2 separate regions of the Mus musculus genome follow, and region 2 is linked to region 1. A link is a contact called in public Hi-C data. All regions are on one chromosome and are shown on one strand. The core of a region is the stretch at or near the end of the contact, and the rest is flanking DNA. Distances in the headings are between cores, read along the strand shown. Region 1 overlaps Evl (Ena-vasodilator stimulated phosphoprotein). Region 2 has its middle 15 kb from the start of Begain.

The links. Hi-C and Micro-C count contacts between places; a contact is called where the count stands out from the background.
Region 2: a contact with region 1 is called in a Hi-C map of B cells, with 1.9 times the contacts expected there. The contact joins two enhancer-like sites. A contact is called at or near these places in 2 of 39 promoter capture datasets (liver and pre-B cells), 1 of 484 Hi-C or Micro-C datasets (B cells) and 1 of 9 other capture datasets (adipose tissue).

What each region holds. Positions count from the first base shown.
Region 1 is chr12:108,636,388-108,642,905 of GRCm38.p6, forward strand. All of the region lies in intron 1 of Evl (Ena-vasodilator stimulated phosphoprotein), which reads left to right. Among named protein-coding and RNA genes, the nearest start is that of Mir342, 19 kb to the right of the region's middle. Within about 2 kb of position 5,139, at least 22 of the 459 cell types and tissues checked have an H3K27ac peak or open chromatin away from gene starts, as enhancers often do. A contact at or near this core is called in B cells, where this site is marked.
Region 2 is chr12:109,079,376-109,086,769 of GRCm38.p6, forward strand. No RefSeq gene overlaps it. Among named protein-coding and RNA genes, the nearest start is that of Begain, 15 kb to the left of the region's middle. Within about 2 kb of position 5,781, at least 47 of the 459 cell types and tissues checked have an H3K27ac peak or open chromatin away from gene starts, as enhancers often do. A contact at or near this core is called in B cells, where this site is marked.

The DNA.
Region 1 (6,518 bases), core at 3,889-6,388:
AGTGTTCCGTTCCTGTAACTACATGAAAGGTTGTGGTAAGATTAACCTCCAAGATTTGGGACTTTTATTTGATTAAATTATTATAGTCTTGTGTCTTCGCATAAAATAATAATCCCCCACTTTGTCTGGAAAGTGCTACTTCACCAGCTGTCTCCCTTTGCCTTTCTTGGATGGATGAGGAAGGTATGACTGCGTCTGCCTTGTGGCTGAGGATGCCGAGGCTCTGAAAGGCTATGGGACTTACCCAGAGCCTACCTGGTTGAGGAGGGACCAGACCTGGAGCTTCCCCATGCTGCCTCATCCAGACACTTGAGACACACTTTGCAGTGAGTTTACTGGAATGAATGAGAAAGCGAAGACAGCGTAAGCAGCCAGGGAACATGGCTGCCCCTCCTATTCAGTCTGCTGAGCAACTGCAGCCCAGCTAGGCCAGAGAACACTGATTTGGTGCTGGAGTTTTGGTGATTTTATTCCTGCTGTGTGTGTGTGTGTGTGTGTGTGTGTGTGTGTGTGTGTGTGTGTGTGTGTGTGTGTGTGTGTGTGTCTGTGTGTGTGTCTGTGTCTGTGTGTGTGTCTGTGTCTGTGTCTGTGTGTGTTTAGTTTTTCTATAGCTTCAGGGGATTTGTGCATGGAGCTGTGAAAACCAAAATGCTTCTGTTCAGATGTATGATATTTTCAGTTGTACATTATATTGTAAAAGCTGAGGAAGCTTACTAGGGTAGAAAATAGCACCAGAAGGAAATGGGAAGGAGGCACTAAGATTTCTTAAAGGTCTCTCAACCCTTAGACATTGGAGAAGTTGCAACTGGGAAGCTTCCTACAGTGACTGTAGGCCCAGGGCAGCGGGACTTTAGGCCTTTGACTTTCCACTTCAGCAGAGTCACTGTGTTCCTTATGCACCCCTTATTCGTGCTGAAAAGAAGCCCTTTGTATCATAGCATTGTGAGTGACAGGGTTTGAAGTCCCAATTCTAGCTCTGGAGACTAGAGATGGACAAGATTTGTCTGCAGTAAGTTAGTAGCCAAAGTAAGAAGAAAGCCAGGGAATTGTGTGTCCCTTCCTCAACAAGGTTATGTGTGCTTGTCAGAACAAACAGGCTAATGCCCTGACACTGTGACTGTCCATGTAAGACACGATAGCATCTAGACTCCCCATTTACCCTGACAACCATGGTAGGGCTACAGAGGGCTTCCTGTCACCAAGGCCACTTCTGAACCAGGAAACCTTTCTCTAGCACCTCGTCAGAGACAAGGAGCTGAATTTTCCTGCACCCTTATCACAACACAGGACACTGCCTCACAGCGGTGCTGACAAGAACAAATATGGGGAATGGAGCTCCCCCAGCCGCAGCCTCAGCAACTGAGCTTCTAAAAGAGGTTGATGACGGAGTGAAAGGAAAATGGCCTAAAGATGGATCATATACAGGAGCATCACATGAAGGCAAAGCAAGCACCCCCATACCCAGAGAAATACAAAGATTCTGCCCATGTAGACAGTCCCTCTAGAGAGAGGACGGTGCCCTCGTCTAAGTGAGGGGCATGCTGCCTGAGTGTGTGTAGTGTCCACTATCTTCCTCCTATGGCACAGTGCATGTCCTTGTAGGAATTCATGACAATTGAATTCTTTCTAAGGGATTCTAAAGGAATTAGGGGAAGTGCCTCTTAAACATCTGCTGTTGCCTGAACCTAGAAGTTGTCCACACACCAGGGTCACAGACTAGGGGACAGTATTCCTGGACTCCTTTGTGAACATTATTCACAAATACATTTCTGTGTCAGTGAGAAATAAACTAAGAGAAGGTGAAAGGACTTGGCCAGAAGCACAACCAGTGAGTGAGTGTGTGAGATCCAAGCCTGGGGTATGAGCCTGTGAACCCTGTGCTGTCCTGGAGGAAGAATTGACCTCCAGCCTCGGACAGGGGAGGAATAAGAGCTATAGCAGGATGGGGACACACTCTGTATAGGACCGTCGACACAGGTAATATGTGGGGAATCACACTCCCGTAGTCCCAGCACTTGGAAGGCTGATGTGAGAAGGTTGTTGGGAGTTTGAGGCCAACCTGGTCCACAGATTGAGCAATTTAGTGAAATCCTCTCTCAAACCCTAAATAACATAGGCACACTGAGAAGTGGCCTCTTAGAGAATTCTGAAGCACAGGAAGGATTTCTTTCAAAGAGCTATCTCAGAGGTCAGTCAGTCAGCCTGGGCTGCTGGAGCTGCTGGAGAGACAGTTCTTCTAGGGGAAGGGCAGGCAGCAGTTGAGAAATTACCAAGGAGAGCTAGAGAAAGAACAGCTGGAGAGGTGGGGAGAGAATGCTGGGCCATCATCAGTCCTCGGAACATTTTCTTTAAAACCACAATGCTTACATGAGACAGATATAAAATTTAGAACTGAAAACTATTGTGGCAAAGAGAGACAGCAAATGCCCTGAGGTGGGAACAGTTTGGTACACTGGAGAGTCAGAAAAAAATAGAGAGGACCAAGTCATGTGACTGGGAAAATGGAAGAAAATGAGGGCCAAGGACATAGTTCCTGAAGTCTGTCAGTGTACACAAACCGTTTGATTTTACTTTCCAAGTTATGAGCAACTTTGGAGGGAAAGACAGCTAGCTGCAGCCTGAGCACACTAAGAACATTCCCACTGACCACTGTGGGTAATAGTTGCCACTAGGACAAGAATGGAGGCAGAAAGTCTTCTTTGGAAGCTGCTTCAGCCATCCAGATCAGAGGCAGTAGACTGGTGGTGGAGTTCAGGGGCAAGGAGGAGAGAGGTAGCCAGATACAGTAAGGATGTGGGAGGGGTAGCCTGAAGGACTTCCTAGTACACCCATGTGGGTGAAAGAAAGCGTGGGGTCTGGTGTGATGTAGGTGGGTGGTGGTTCCTAGGGAACAGGGCTTGACACAGACAGAACTAGGAGGAACTGTAGGCTTTGAACCCTGTACAGCATACACCCCCCAAAATGTTTCTTGCGCAAGCTGACAAGCAGGAATTGATTAGCCAATATCACAGTGCAGCCACGGGATACAATGAGAATGAGTAATTGATGATCTCTTCTTCCAGTATGAGCCAGTTCACTTCCCTAGTTACTCAGCTTCTTTACCATGTAGGGTTTTTCTCTCAAGCACTCATTTTCTCCTGACATACTATCTAATTCATTCATGTTTTGTTGACTATTTGTCTTTCCTTTCCACTCCAGCTGGATTACCAGTTCCAAGACAGCAGGGATGTGGTCCTGTAATTCCCTAGTGTTTTCCCAAAGCTTAAGACCATGCCTGGGAACTCAAACGTTTAATCTCTATGTTCAATTTCTTTTTGATCCTCTGTGCTTGGAGATGCTTGGCTACCATTGCTGCTGCTCAATGGAGCTTCCTATGGTGTCAGATGTTGTGGTTACTCTAAGTGGGGAAGAAATAGTGGCCCTGTGCAATTGATACTGGCTGCAGCCAGTCATCTCTATTGCTCTCAAGGGCCTACAGATATTCTGTGCGTGAAGATGTGTGAAATCTTGCACATTCTGAGGCACCCTCAGTCTTAGAGAGCGCTCTGGGATCTCATTCAAGGTCATCTGTCCCAGAAACTTGTGACCAAGCAAGCCTCAAAGACCTCATAGTGACTCTTCTGGGAGTGATTCCCCAGGATCTGAAGCCATGCCTTGCCCAAGAGAGCTTCTGAAGTGTTTGCCATCTTTCGTCCCCAGTAGTCTAATGGCCTGAAGCTCCTGGTCACTCACAACAGGACATCATGTTCCTCAGGGACCAAGTAGAAACTGTGGGAGAACTGGTCAAGCCCAGTGGCTACCCTGGTAATTGAGTCGCTGGAAGAGACATCCAGTAGCCACCCTGTGCCAGTGCTAATGACAAGCGCTCTCCCAGCCGGGCGGGGCTGCGTGCCTCGCATGTAGTCGCCATGGGAGCTGTCGACTTGCTTTCCCCCAAACAAGACAGCGCTCTTAAGGTGCTTGCTCCATGTCACAGCTTCAGGTCCTTGTTACAGCTGGGATTAGAACCAGGTCTCTTGTGCCATGTGTGTCCTTTCAGTTGTAGCTCAAATTGTAAGAACCAAGACCTACTACAGTGTTTACAATATCCATCCTTCCACACTGTCACTAGCTCTGCCCTCCTTAGCAAGTTTTGCACCCCCATGGCAAGAACTGCCCACCAGCCTAGACCTGCTTCAGAGCAAGATGTTTGTGTGTTGCTCAGTTCTGTCTGTCCCTGTGCCTAATGACAGTGCAGTTACTTAGATGTTGGTTGAACTGAGCCAAAGGGGTGTGCTAAGGATTGGGAATGTTAACTGAAATGAGCCATTCTCATTCCAAGGCTACCCTCAGAGCCAGAGATCTAACAACACAGCTGTCCTGGAGCACATCGGACTTTCTGAATGCTTCTGAGGCATGCGTAGCCTGACGTCCACATGGCCTATGGGATGGCTCTCCAAGCAATGGGATAAGTTGGTGGCTTTGAGATGTTATAGGAAATACTGTGAGCCTAAGAATATAAGATTTCCTTAACAGTTGGTTTTGTTTTTTGTTTTTGTTTTTGTTTTGTTTTGTTTTGAGAATCCTCAAGTCTTCAGAGAGAAGTGAAGACCACTGTACACATTTAGGATAGTAGCCTCAGATAAAAAAAGCAAACATCTAGATTGCCTGTGGCCTCCCAGTGTGAGCCTTCAGCAGTCTGGATGGAAAAGAAGATGCTTGGGTTTAACATAAAATTGTAGGCTGAGTTGCCCAAAGCCTTTATTTGTGATAAAGGTTACTCAGGCAGTAGCACTTTGTGTTTGCACAGAACTGTGTGGCTATCTAGTTCCTTGTTTTTTTATTTCTGTAGGTTAGTGAACTACTAAATGTGGCAAGGAGATTGACCTTTCTCGGGCTGAGTCAAAACTGCATTTATGATGATACCAAGACTTTATTACTCTTGCTTCCTAAGTTCACAGTGGAACTTTCCAGAAATACTTGACATTGGTTTTAAAACATACTTTAACTTCCAGTACTGTTAAATGCTCACCATTTCATTACTACAAAATACTTGATGTAATTAACTTAGAAAAAAATATATATTTAGTTCATAGTCCAGGATTCTGTTACTTTGGGCTTCTACAGAGTCGCTCACTGTGGCGGAACCATTCATGTTGCACATGAGGAAGTATGAAAACAACCAAGAGAAGACCAGGATCCTGCTGTCTCTTGTGAGGACATGCTTCAAACAGAAGGCAGTTTAGCATTATGTGCACTTGGGTTCGGGATGGAGGCCCACCGTTCTAACCACGTAGAAAAAAGAACAGGGGCAGCCTACATGATTGGGCTCAAGTTCTTCACAAACATAATTCATTAGCAGTGAAAAAGAAATAGCCTAATACCCTAGTTTAGAGTAAGCAAACAGCACAGCCAGCAGCCATATGTTAAGGAGCTATGAGTAGATCCTGGGTCCAAAATTGCCAAAAACTTTTTTGGAAAAAAGTATGGACTCTGTATTAGAAAAAAAATGTGGGTGTGTGTGTCCTAAATTATATGTTAGAACATTTGTTTTATTGTGCTGGGAATCGAATCTAGGGCCTCATATATTATAGGTAAGTGCTTTGCCCTTGAGCTATATCCTAGCTAGTATGTCTGTTTTAAAGAAATGTAAACTTAGAACCTTGGACAGTCTAAATGAGAGGGAGAGTTGCATGTACTGCGTATCTCTGTAGATTTGACAGTTTAAAGAGCAGCTTCAACAACAAGGAGAACTTGGAGGTGAGGAATTTCCCTTTGCTCAGGAGAGCAGAAAAGCATATCACATGGCAACAGTGAGGTCAGTAGTAGAGCGGAGGGACTCCTACACATCAGCATAGACTTGGGCAGGCATTCTCCTGCAGCAAGCCTATCTGCCCTCCTGGAAAACAAGCTACTACAGTATGGAGCCAGTCAGTTACTCTGACTCCAGGTGGTTCTCAGTTGCTGAGCTGTGACATGGTAATATAGTGCAGACTTCCTCATTCCCCTGTAGGAAGGTTGGAAAGCCGTGTACCCTAGTGGAAGGGGCTGTGTGTGCCCAGCACTGCCCCTCTTCCCTTCGTGGTTGGCTCATTCTCTCTTCTTGAAAGGCTTTGCTTCTCCCTCACAGCAGCCTCTGTGATCCCTTGGGCAGCATTAAATGGACCCCTTCTTACCCTGGTTCTAGAGACCTTAGAGTTGGGTCCTCTGATAAGCTAGATTCACCTGAGTATATCAGTTAGAGATAGTAGTGGAAAAACAAAGAGATTTGTTGATTTTGCCCACATTAGGAAAGGAACAAGTAAAGAGGTCTAGTGACCCTCATGTTTGTCCTTCAGGAACTATCCTTAAGTTTAGGTTTGAGGGGCAGGTTTAGCTTTAAGGTTTAAGCAATCCTTGTCACAGCCCATTAGTAACCCATCATTGATTTGGGTCTGTCCTGACACTACGTTGGTAGAATGGTAAGCTAGTTGGGGCTAGGGTTGGCTTTCTGACTTTCTTCAACATTTGTCCATATATATGTTCTCTGGCACATGTGC
Region 2 (7,394 bases), core at 4,531-7,030, 440 kb after region 1:
CCTGTAACTTAGCCCTTTCTTTTTACTGCTTTCAATATACTTTTTTTTTGGTTCTGTACATTTAGTGTTTTAATTATTATACAATATGGGAGTTTCTTTTTTGATCCTCTTTGATGCTCTGTGTACCTCACGTATGTAGATATGTTTGTTTTCCTAATTTTGGAATTTTTCTTTGATTTTATTAAAAGTATGTTCTATGCCTTCTGTTTGAAAGCCATCTTCCTATGTGCTACATAGGAAGGGCTTAACCTTTTCAGGAAGTGTAACAGTAGGTGATTAATCTGCTCTAATCTGCCCTACTGCGGTGTCTACAGCCCCAATGTGTTGGATTCTCAAATGAAACACACACACACTCAGCCTTCTATTTAAATATGCCTTAATCATCTCAATGGCTGGGCACACTCCCAAACATCCATGATGCTAACACCTCCCCTCAGGATACTCCTAAGTTATTAGCTACTATATTCCATCTTTGCTACTCTAGACCCAATGGGGGTGGCTCTGGGGCCACTCTTCCCTGGCTCTTACATGATTGGTACTCTGCCTTCAACAGCTCACAACCTGCATCTTCTTCCTTTTACAAGGAAGTTCCAGAGTCTTTGCATGTTCTTCTTGACTAAATGATTCAATTTCTCTGTTTTGTCTTCACATCCTGATATTCTGTCTTCCACATGATCCATTTTATTGATGAGGCTTTCCACTGAACTTTTTTTTTTGTTTTTAAATTAAAAATAATTTTGAAATTTATTTAATTAAGACTTTTCCGTGTATGAGCATTTTGTCTGCTTGCATATCTATGAACTGTATTCATACAGTGCCCACAGAGAGAGGCCAGAAGACAGTGTTGGATCCTCTGCAGTTGTAGATGGTTGTGAGCTGCCATGTAGGTGCTGAGGATGGAACCAGGGTCCTTTGGAAAACCATGGGTCATCTTGCTAGCCCCCACTACACTTGTTATTTGACTATTGCAGTTTTCATTTCCATCACCATTTTGGTTTGAGTGTCTGTTAGTATTTCTATCTCTTTATTAAGTTTTATTTTTATATTGTGGATTGACTTTCTTATTTCATCAGCTACCAGTCTGTGTCCAGTTGGAAAATATTGGGGTCTTCATTGAACTGCTTGTTTTTTGAGACAAGGTCTCTCTATTTAGCCCTGGATAGCCTGAAACTTTCTATGTAGAGCAGGCTAGCCTCAAACTCCCAGAGATTCTTAAACTTTTGCTTTCTGAGTGCTAGGATTAAAAGTGTGTGCTGGCCAGGTGTGGCGGCGCATGCCTTTAATCCCAGCACTTGGGAGGCAGAAGCAGGAGAATTTCTGAATTTGAGGCCAGCCTGGTCTACAGAGTGAGTTCCAGGACAGCCAGGGCTGCAGAGAAACCCTGTCTCGAAAAACCCAAAAAAAAAAAAAAAACAAAAACAAAAACAAAAACAAAACAAAACAAAAAAAACCAAAACCAAAACCAAAAACCAAAAACCAAAAACCAAAAACCAAAACAAAAACAAAAACAAAATGTGTGCTACCACACCTTTAGATTTTAAAATAATATTTATAATCAGTCTTTTGAAATTTGTATCTGGAATTTTATCAAAGTCATTTTGATAGGTGATCATATGATGTTGGTAATTTTTGTTGAGGAAACAAGTTGTCTTGGATCTGCCCATCTGTGGTTAGATTGTCAGTTAAGATGTGTTGTCTTGTTCTTTTCATTCAGGTTGCTGTTTTTCTTCCATTTGTTTGTTTGTTTATTTGTCCATCCAGTGTTTGTGCTTGTATGTGCAAGGCACAGCACACATGTGGAAAGTCAGAAGACAACCTTCAGGAACTAGTTTTTCTCTTGCTGTGTGGGTTTTGGGTCTCAAACTCAGTTTTTCAGGTTTGCTGGCAGGTACCCTGACTGCCTGTCTTAGTCACTGTTGTACAGCTGTAAAGAGGCACCATGGCCAAGGCCAAGGCCAAGGCCAAGCGAACTTATAAAGGGAAACGTTTTGGGGGTTTGTTTACAGTTTCAGAGGGTGAGGCCATGACCATCATGGCGGAGAGCATGGCAGGCATGGTGCTGGAGCAGTAGTTGAGAGCTTACTGAGAGAGAGAGAGAAAGAGAGAGAGAGAGAGAGAGAGAGAGAGAGAGAGAGAGAGAGAAGAGAGACGGGAGACAGAGAAAGACAGAGAGAAGGACAGAGACACACAGAGTCAGAGAGAGAGAGATAGATGGAGAAAGAGAGAGGGAGGAGGGAGAGACATAGAGAGACATACACAGTCAGAGACAGAGAGAGAGGGGGAAGGGGAGGAGGAGAGGGAGAGGGAGAGGGAGAAGGAGGGAAGAGTGAAAGAGAGAGTGAGCACCTGGCATGGACTTTTACAACCCCAAAGCTCACCCCCAGTGGCATACCTCCTTCAATAAGGCCACATCTCCTCATGCTTCCCAAACAGTTCCACTAACTGCAGACCAGTCATTCAAACAGACAAGCCTGTGCTATCCATCCTCACTCAGACCACCACATTGCCGGAGCCATTTCGTTAGCCCCAAGAAACAATTTTCTAATTTGTTGTGATTTTCCCTTGTGACTTGTGGGTTACTAAGAAGTGCTTGATTTAGCACTCAGATGTTTTGTGCTTTCCAGGTGTCTTAGTTTGGATTTTATTGCTGTGAGGAAACATGAGGACCAAAAGGCCTATTGGGGAGGGAAGGGTTCATTTGGCTTACACTTCCATATAGCTGCTCATCATTGAAGGAAGTCAGGACAGGAACTCAAACAGGGTGGGAACCTGGAGGCAGGAGCTGATGCAGAAGCCATGGGGGGGGGGATGCTGCTTACTGGCTTGCTCCCCAGGGCTTGCTCAGACTGCCCTCTTATAGAACCCAGGATCACCAGCTCAGGGCTGTCACCACTGTGATCGGAGAGCATGTTTTGAAGGGTGCAAGCCCTCTATAGTTTTACTGAGACTTTGATTACCCCAGCAGACTTTATTCTGACAAACGTGTTGTGTTCTCTTAGGAGAGATGCACCTTTGGCTGCCGTTGGGTAGCGTGTCCTGCAGGGGTTCTTTGCATGGATTGTATAACTTTATTCTGCTTTTGTAGGTTTTCAGCAATTTAATTACAGTGTGACTCCTCTCCCTAGCTCCTCATTCTCCCTTTCCACCTCCTTTCCTTTTTCTTTCTCTTTCTCCTCCTTATCTGATTCTTATTCTTATTTTTTGATACTGTCTCATTCTGTAGCCCAGACCTGCCTGCATGAAACTCATGGTGTTTGGACCACTGAAATTACAGGTGTGGGCCACCAAACATAACTCGCTCCCTCCCTCCCTCCCTCCCTTCCTTCCTTCCTTCCCTCCCTCCCTCTCCCTCTCCCTCTCTCTCCCTTCCTTCCCTCCTCCTCCCCCTCTCTCCCTTCCTTCCTTCCCTCCCCCTCCCCCTCTCTTCCTTCCTTCCTTCCTTCCTTCCCTCCCTCCCTTTCCCTCTTCCTTCCTTCCTTCCTTCCTTCCCTCCCCCTCTCTCTCTTCCTTCCTTCCTTCCTTCCTTCCTTCCTTCCTTCCTTCCTTCCTTCCTTCCTTTCCTTCTTTCTTCCTCTTTCTATACTGTATTCACTGGAGTTTGCAGATCTCTAGCTTTCTGATTTGGACAGTTTTGGACATCATCTTCCCCCACCCCTAACTGCTTTGTTTCTCCAGCTTCCTTCCCTCCCTCCCCCCCCGCACCCCCCCCCCCTGCCGAGAATCAGCTGCATGTGCATTAGACCCTCAATGTGTCTTATAGGACAACAAGTCTTTCTCCATTCTGGATCACTTTCTTCTCTCTTTGTGGACAGATTCATGGATATGCCCTCCTGTTTGCTCAGCGTTCCTTTCACTCTTCCCCGCCCCCCCTCCCCCCACCAAGACAGAGTCTCTCGGTGTAGCCCAGGCTGGCCTGGAACTCGATCTGTAGATCAGGCTGCCCTGAAACTCAGAGATCCACCTGCCTCTGTCTCCCAAGTGCTGGGGTTAAAGGCAGCGCCACCACTGCCCAGATCCTTTCATATGTTTAACCTGCAGTGAGTCCCAATTAGCCACTGCCGTCTTGTACACTTCTGAATTATTTTACATTTATTTATCGTGCATACACACATGTGTGTACATGTGCTCATGTGCATACCAGTACCAGCTCAAGTTTGGAAGGTCAGAGGACAGTTTATTCTCTCCTTCCACCATGAAGAATGTGGAATTTGAATTCGAGGTGTCTGGCTTGAATAAGAATGGCTCCTGCAGACTCACAGATTTATTTGAGTGCTTGGTCACCAGGGTGTGACCAAGGATTTGGAGGTGTGGCCTTACTGGGGCAGGTGTGGCCTTGTTGGGGGAAGAGTGTCTCTGGGGTTGGGCTTTGAGATTTCAAGGCCCAAAGGTTCTCTCTCTCTTCCTGCTGTAGGTGTAGATGCAGATGTAGGTGTAGGTGATTTAGATGTAGATGCCTGTACACCACGATGCTTCCCGCCATCATGATAATGGATTAAACTTCTGAAACTGTAAGCTAGCCCCAGTTAAGTGCTTTCTTTTATCAGAGATGGTTGCTGTGCTCAGTGTGTCTGCACAGCAATAGAACACTGACTGAGACACACCTTTACCCAGTGAGCCATCACTGCACAGGTGCCCAAACACCTTCTTTTGTTTTAACTTCCCTACAAGCTCCATTTGTACCCTTTAAATTCTGCTCATCTCCATTGTCACCTCTGTCTCCCCAGGATCTGCCTGTTCACTACCCACTGGCTCCTCCTGCCATCTGGTCACTTTCAAGACCTTTCCCATGGGCTTATGGTTCCTTTTCTGAGGGGCCATCACTTCCTCCTTCGCATGGTTGGTGACTTTGATTGGATGCCAGGAGCTGGAATTTGATCTTGTTAGGAGCTGGACTTTTTCCTATTCCAATTTAAATGTGTTTTGGCTTAAAACAAAACAAAACAAAACAAAACAAAACGAAACGAAACGAAACGAAACAAAACAAAACAAAACAAAACAAAACAAAAAAACTAAGTCCAAATTACTGCAAGACACCTGGAGCCTTTCCAGCCCACTTCTGTGCTTTATAAGCAGGTCCCATTCAGCTGCGAGCCCAGGGGGCTTATTTGACCCCTTGCTGAAGTCATGCTTTTCTGAGAATAGCTCTGTCTGGGTCTTATGAGAGCTTGGGTGGTACTGGCAACGTGTAGAATGTGGCATGGGGGGTGGTGCCAGGCAGGGTGTAACTGACTCCTGCCATCGCCATATGCCTGCCAACCACTGGTGTCTGCCCTTAAGAACCACAGCCCTAGTGATCTTAAATGACTGTTCACATGACATACTCCTGTATTAGTTACGTTTCTGTTGCTGTGACAAAAGGCTATCAATAAGAGAACTTACAAATGAAAGAGTTCATGTTGGCTTATGGCTCCAGAGGCTTAACGTCTGTAATGGTGGGGACTACATGGTGGCTGCAGAAGAAAGCTGAAGGATGCTCAAACACAACGCGCAGAAAGTAGGAGTAGGTGGCAGCCTTACACTCTTATAGCTCATCCCTAGTGATGTACTTCCTCCAACAAGGTCACACCCCCTCAGCTTTCCCAGATAGCACCACCAACTAGGGACCCAAGTGTTCCAGTGGTGGAGACTGCCAGGACATTTCTTATTTAAACTGCTAAACTCCCCTCACCTCTCATAAGAAGAACTTCAATTGCTCGGTGCATTGTCTTCTACAAGGCCACCAAGCTGACAGTGGCAGGTGCCTTGTTCATGCCAGCTGTGGTTCAATTCAGGGGATGCCAGGCCCTAGGCTGCCCAAGGGGCCCAGATAGGGATGTGAAATCATGTTAGCACTCACCAGAGACTGATGCAGCCAGTAACGCCCCTTCGTCTGAAGATACATTAGCATATGCAAATGACATCTTGGGAGCAAAGTCTGGGCCAAGTTTTGTCTGGGCCACACACTCCTGTGAAGAGCAGAGAAAGGAGCGTCAGAGTGGAGTGTAGACACCCAGAGCCTGAAACAACCCACACATGGTTGGTGTGGACCCTGGGCCTTCTCCGGGTGAGAGTGACTTTCAGGCCACACATGGCCACTCAGATGCTCTTTCTGTGCAGTGTGGAGACAGCTCGTCTCTTGTATTCATCTTCCAGAGTTGCAAAAGCTGATGGAAGTGAACTCCTGAGAAGTCCCGGGTACACATCGCTCCAGAAGGTCACTTTTTAATCCCTGAGCAGGAGTGGGTGGATGGCAGGAAGTGCTGGCTGCCTTTGCCCCACCCCAGGGCACACAGAGGACTTCAATATTATTAGGCATGTTTCTGGATTTTACATTTAGAAAGGGAGAGAGTGGAAACAATCAGGACAGAATGCCAGTCATTGTCCTTGCTTGGTGGCAGCACACAGCTGTGCTGGCTTTGTTCCTGTACCCTTCTGAAAAGGAAGACAGCGGGCGCTGGGCTGCCTGTTGGCAGAGCGCCGAGTGTCCCCGCTCTGATTTCAGGACGTGTCCCTGGCCTGCCCCGCAGTCCTATGAGACCTCATCCTTGCCATGGCAGCCCTTATGCTCCTCTTGGAGGCTGCCGTTCTCAGGCAGATGAGCAGATGGCCAATCTGTGGGTGCTCAGATGCCTGCAAGCATGTCTTTCACACCATGCCCAGGCCCTGTCATGTCCAGGCACTCCTGAGCAGGGCTGTGAGAGGCCTCTTGAACTAAGAGCTGGGAACTTGAAGGCCTGCCCACTCGGGCAGATATAACATGCCCTGGAAAAAAATGGGGATATTTCTTTAAAAATTTTTTTGTTTATTCTTTTATGAGTTTTACACTCGTATGTAATCTATTTTGACCATATGTACTTCCCACTGTCCTGTTTAGCCCCTCCCAGCTACCACTCCACATCCCTCTCCAAACTTCATGACTTCTATAGCCCTCTGCCTTCAAATAGTGCCCCCCTACATGTGCATGGCTATGAGGCCATGCACTGGAGTATGGGCAACCCACTAAGGCCACACCCTTAAAGTAAACAAACTCTATTTCCCACCTCAGGAGCTTCAGCTGTCAATTGCTCCAGCTTGGGGTTGGCTTATGAGCCTCTCTCCCATCTACTCCAGAATGTTGACTGGTTTGAACTTATGCAGGTCTTGTGCAGGCCGCCATAGCTGCTGTGAGTTCATGAGTATACTATTCCAGAGGACACTGCTGATCTCTGGCCCTCCCTGACCTCAGGCTCTCACTCTCAACCTTCTCACTCTCTCTTCCCTCCCAGCGTTAGGGAGAGGGGTATGGCACAGATGTCCCACTTAGAGCTGAGCACTCCACACTCTCTAATTGTCTTCACCGTGACCACTCGTGAGGCCCTGTATTAATCACCATCTACTGCAAGCAGAAGCTTCCCTGATGGATGCTGTGAACAGGA